Linked DNA regions of Hordeum vulgare: region 2 is linked to region 1. The links are chromatin contacts, called in public Hi-C maps. All regions are on one chromosome and are shown on one strand. The core of a region is the stretch at or near the end of the contact, and the rest is flanking DNA. Distances in the headings are between cores, read along the strand shown.

What was found. A called contact is a pair of places that touch in the nucleus more often than the background predicts.
Region 2: a contact with region 1 is called in a Hi-C map of leaf, with 2.9 times the contacts expected there. The contact joins the promoter of LOC123401210 here to the promoter of LOC123401644 in region 1. A contact is called at or near these places in 2 of 6 Hi-C or Micro-C datasets (both in leaf).

What each region holds. Positions count from the first base shown.
Region 1 is chr6H:62,166,002-62,168,816 of MorexV3_pseudomolecules_assembly, reverse strand. LOC123401644 reads left to right here and starts at 1,254. Exons shown (of 5, transcript XR_006611138.1): 1 at 1,254-1,798; 2 at 1,889-2,109. It overlaps LOC123401646 (ABC transporter B family member 11-like), which reads right to left. Exons shown (of 12, transcript XM_045095487.1): 12 at 2,672-2,815. The coding sequence ends at 2,762.
Region 2 is chr6H:62,313,879-62,316,761 of MorexV3_pseudomolecules_assembly, reverse strand. LOC123401210 (pathogenesis-related homeodomain protein) reads right to left here and starts at 1,492. Exons shown (of 11, transcript XM_045094947.1): 1 at 1,223-1,492; 2 at 1-344. The coding sequence starts at 309.

The sequences.
Region 1 (2,815 bases), core at 5-2,504:
CACTTGTCACACGCAGAGCGCCGTTGAATGGTCTCGAGCACGCCCACAACGCGACACTTGTCGCGCGCGAAATACACCCCACGTAATCGTTGCGAGGTGTACCCCTAACTCGTGATTTCGCAGGTACGAACTCCCAGCAAGTGTAGCGATTCTCTTACGGTCATGGGGGTCACAGCAATAGTGCTACGTCTACGGATGAATTCCTACACACGAAGGCTACGGACTGATGTGGCGCAATGCTGTGAAAATGGAATTCACGTTTTTTGAAGGTTCTATTTAGGTAAATGCTTGCAGCCGGAGCGCCGGTCGAATTGTTCGGCCGGTCGCTCGCGCTCGCGCGCCTGGCGTTTGCAACATTTTTCGCTTAGATTTGCTGCAACCATGTATAAATTTGATGCAAACGTTTGTCATTTTGCCACATTTTGTTCATTCAAAAAGCTACATCCACGCTTGGTTGCAACTCGAGTTCGTTGGATTTTTTATACAACCGGCTTGTGACGTTTGCTACAACCGTGTTAATTTTTGCTACAACCAGCATCATTTTTTACTGCGCCCGTTCACTAAAAAGTTGCATACACGTTCACTTAGATATTTGCTACAACCGACGCTTGACTTTTGCTACCATGCATCAACTTTGTTTTTTGCTATGATCACGTAGATATTATTTTTGTTACAATTATTTTTTTGTTGCAACCGTTGAGGAAAATTACTGCATCGCCCTAAAATTTGCTACATCGTGAAAAAAATGTTGCATGGATAGATCTAACGGTACGCCCCATAGATCTGACGGTCGCGACCGGCGCAAGCGTTCGCGCCGGCTCGCCGACGCGTAGTACTACCCATCCTATTTACGATAGCCAACTGCATGAGCCGACGTCCATGTCCGTAACGTTACTCCGTAAAAGCTGTCTATAAGTGTAGAGCCAGAGCCCAGAGCGTCCCCTCACCTCTTGTTCAAAAATACTAGACATACAAAGAGTTACATAAAATTACACGTTGACTAGGATTTTTTCTTTTTAACTAATCACTCACCTCCGATTTTCAAGGGGGGTCCATTAGGACGGGGAAGGGCCAATGACCCAAACAAATCCTACCTGCGACTCCTCTGGTTTGCTTCTTTCTTTTTATCCAATTCACACTTCTGTTGAAGACTTTTGTGTTTTTCTTTCTGCTTGCTTCCCTTTCAAATTGATATGCCGGAGATGCTGGTGGAAAGTGGAATGTATGCGTCGGAAAGAGTTTGGTAGCTCGAACGCCTCATTTTCCTTAATCTTTAATCAAAATCCATTTTTTTATAAAACTTACGTAAAGTTATGTACGTATAGGATTGCTGTTGCCTCTCGCCTCTCTTTTCTTTTGCGTTCCCCACTCGAGCTCTCACCTCGCCGCTCGTCGCCGTCCCCAAATCCGCGACGGAGATGGTCGAGTCCCTGTACACGCCCTCCCTGACCATCGCTCCACCATCCGCCGTCAAACTCCGCTGCCAACGATGCATTCCCAACGGCCGTTCCTCTGCCAGATCCACACCCCATCGACCGGAGCGGGGTGAGTGGCAACCGGAGGCCCACCGCCAACGTCGCCTTCCCAACTCCCTTGGCTCTTCCAAATCGACCACCCCATCCATTGGAGCGGGGTGGATGGGGAGCCGGATGCCTGGGAGGCGCCAGGTCGCCCGTCGGATGTCCTATCAAAAAAGCAACAGAGGCGCCCAATGTCTCCCACGTTCATGTATTTTTGTTTTCTTGCGAGGTCTTGTGATTTGCTCATGGATGGATTGTGTGCTTCGTTTTTGTTACAGGTTTGTTCCAAATCCTAGTATTTGGTATTCCTAATCTCCCAATCTTCATCTTGTTTTTGCTCTGAATGATGATGACTGACGAATGTTCAGTTAATTGCAGGGGTAGCCTGACAAACGAATGCCGACTGGTGTTCATTCTCCCAATTTCTAATGCAGCCGACCAAACATCTGTCCTATACATCATCTCTCATGCACATATACCCTACAGTTCACCGAACATGCATCATCCTTGCATCAGCTCAAGAAGGAACTCGCCGGTGAAGATGGCGGCGCGGCCGACGGCAGCAGCGAGGTCGCTGGCCGGCCCAGAGGTATGTGATGCTCTAAAATTTGCATGGATTCTGGGTTTTCCTGTTTCAGAACGCACGCATCCCAGAGGTAGGCGCGTTTATCAGTTTAGCCGATGATGTCGCCCTTTCAAAGAAACCGTGTGTGTTCGTAGTCATTTAGTATGCCGTAAGACGACTATCCCTACTGCTGCGTGCGAGCACTTTGCGTGGAACCTACAGTTTTTGTGAAGTAGAGGCTCAGATCTAGATTTTTTTCAAGGGACAGAGCTCGAAATCCTGTCTCTTATCTAGGCGTTTCTTCTATCAGACTACCAATACTGTTGCAGTTTTTAGTTAGTATTTAAAAGCAATTATTTATTGATTCGGCTTGCATACGGGTAACTTCTTGCATTCACTTCTCAAATCACGAAACACTGTATCGCCTGGCAAAATAACTGTACTAGGAACAAACAGATGTACTCCCGGATGTATAGTACTCCCTCCGTTTCAAAATATAAGACATTTTAGAGATTACACTAGGAGACTACATACGGAGCAAAATGAGTGAATCTACATTCTAAAATATGTCTATGTACATCCGTATGTAATAGTGCAATATCTAAAAGGTCTTATATTTAGGAACGGAGGGAGTAAGGATCAAAAGGAAAATAATGAATGTCAAATATACACAGCTCTACTTAGAATTTGAGCGAAGTTCTACTAGCGAAGCATAGACTCCATCATTGAT
Region 2 (2,883 bases), core at 243-2,742, 150 kb before region 1:
CCTTCTCCGTTTCCGGTTCCTCCTCCTGACTGGTCCTGTTGCAGTTTTTCCAGTAGCAACATTTGAAGCCTGCCGCTTGCTCAGAGGACTACGATAATACTTGTTCTTTACATATTTTGCCAGATTAACATTCCTGACTGTTCTTACTGTTCTCTTGGGAGGAGAACAATGATCTGGCTTATAACTGCTGGAGGTGTTGTGGCGAGTTGGCCTTTTTGCTGAAGAAACCAACTCAGAAGAGGACGGTTTCCTACGTTCTGATGATCTTCTAGGAATGGAGCATACCGACTTCTTGTCTGAATTATTCATTGTCAGAACTTGATAGTATCACATCCGACTGAGTCCTTTACCATAAAAGAATATGTTAATTGGAAAGCTGAATGGGACATCATGATGAGTATTTGTTGAAATTATTTAACATATTCCACAGTAACAAGGAAATGCTCTGGCCATACAGTGTTAAGAGCAAAATAGACATTTTCTCCTTTCCCACTGTCTGTATTCAACATGCTCAGTTATTAGTCATACACCTATTACTAAGACATATATTGAGTGCACTTGGCACAAGCTAGCTATAAAAAAACGAAAGCAGACAGCAGTACAGGGCTATGGACTGCCATCATAGTGCCAAGGTGCATAACACAATTAATCGCCATATATGCACCCATGCCAGGCCCAGCGCAACACGACAAGCCACCGAGAGCACGAGCATAGCATGAGAAGGTGCTCCACGGTCTCAGGCTCGGCGGCGTTGTGTACAACCATCAAGCAATGGTGCTTCAGGGCAGCCAGCCGAAGAAATGGCGTCCTGACAAATAAGAAGGATGCCATCGTCGCCAAGGGATCAATTGGGGACACTGAGAAGTCAAACCCAACCAGAGCATCACATTCCACGACAAGCCTTACTCGAAACGGAACTTCCTGCCTGGTAGTAGCAGCTCTACGGCATCTAAAAGATTCATACAGGGTACAACTAGACTTCCCCCCCTATACCCATGTGAGACAAACGATTTGCGCGTCTGCATCGCTTTGAGCCGCCACCATAGCTTACTCTAGCATCCGCCATAGTTCACCATTTTCGGGCCCCGTGGACTGGACAGGCGTGATACCCTGCCGGTCGTCGGCGCATCTCACCCAGGTCTCATGACCGCCGGTCTTGCTCGGAGCGAAGGGAAGACCAAGAAGACGGCTAGCAATGCGAGGAGGGCCAGGGGTTCCTTACCGAGAGCTGAGGCCCCGGTGGATCTCCGCTCCAAGCAAGCCCAGCAGAGGAGGAGGAGGAGGGGGAGGAGATCCGAATTCCTCCAATTGGAAGCCGGCGGGGGCGCTCCGGCGGGAGGGCAGCGCGCGGGAGGCGGCCGGCGAGGCGACGCGGGCCGGAATCTGGGGAGGCAAATCTGGGAGGGGGGCGGTGGGGAGGAAGGGGAGAAGGTTTATGGGAAGAAGACGGCACGAGTGTAAACGGGGATTAGAATTGGAATTTAGTAAAGCACAATTCCAAATGGCAGAGTGGCTACCGAGGTTAGCCAGGCACATCTCCAGATGGGCGTGGGCATTCATTTTGTTTATTACTCCCGTAAAACTGCAGATGGGCCCATATGCAGCACCACGCATGCGGGTGTAAAACTTCTAGGAGTAGTAACATTTTGGGCTCTTTGGTTTGCATGACTCTAATAATAAATCTTAAAAGGTATAAAAGGAAGGGGGGAAATACGGGAATTAGATGAATGCGCGTGTAAAACAGAGAACCAGAAAATATAGAAAATTGTAGTAAAAAGGGAAAATATAGGAAATTTATACTCGTGTTTGGTTCACATGCATAGGAGCCACATGAAAAGGTATAATTAGGATACCCAAAAGCTAACGCCCACACGTGTGGGCGTTTGTAATTTGCCCACACATCTTTATTATCATTCATTTTGCCTGTCAAAACAAATGACATCAGTGAAAATCTTATTTGATTTTTGACTTAAAAATGTTTTATCTTCTAAATAAAAAATAATTAAAAATCTGTTTTCATCATTAAATCCGTCTCGACGAGATCTTCAAAACTAGATCTCATGTTGATATGTTTTGATGAAATATTACTTTTGAGCAACAGTTGCCATGATGTTACACTTTTTATGTGAATTTTTATTAATTAACCATGGTTCTTTTTAGTAATTAACCACGGCAAAATTAATGCATGGATCATGAAAATTCTTTACTAATCCATCATAATTTACTTTTAAAGGTAGAAGAAAAAATATTTGAAACATATCATGACAACTTCAGTGTAAACGCCACGTCAATTCATGTGCAATACACATGGCAACTTTAACCCCAAAAAGTCATCGAAACATATTGATATGAGATCTAGTTTCGAAGATCTCGTTGCGATGGATTTAATGGTGAAAACGGATCTCCAATCAAATTTTTCATTTAAGAGATAAAACATTTTAAAAACTGAAAATCAAAAAAGATCCCCACATGCATGCATGTGGTAACATGATGCAATCTATGTGTTACTACATTATTGATGGCGCGCGTTGCCGCGTCCGTCTATTTTGAATGTTGTTTGAGAGTGTTAGAATTTTATGTGAAAACATGGATTCTATATCTAGAAATAATGAAGTTAAAAGAGTCTTTAAAGGACGAAGTTCAGACATACAGTCCCAATTTATTAGAAAACAATGGTCTAGGGCTATCTAGAAAATTCAGTGAAGAGCAGATGTAATGATATATATAAAATTGCTTAAAATGTATAATAAATAATAGTCCAAGAGGGAGAGCGAATCAATAGCAGTCCATAGCTGAGATGTAATCCAAAGGAACGAGAGAGAAAAAGACTAAGCAAAGAATAGGCCCGAGGGATTAATAAACATCATAGTTGTAACGACCAAG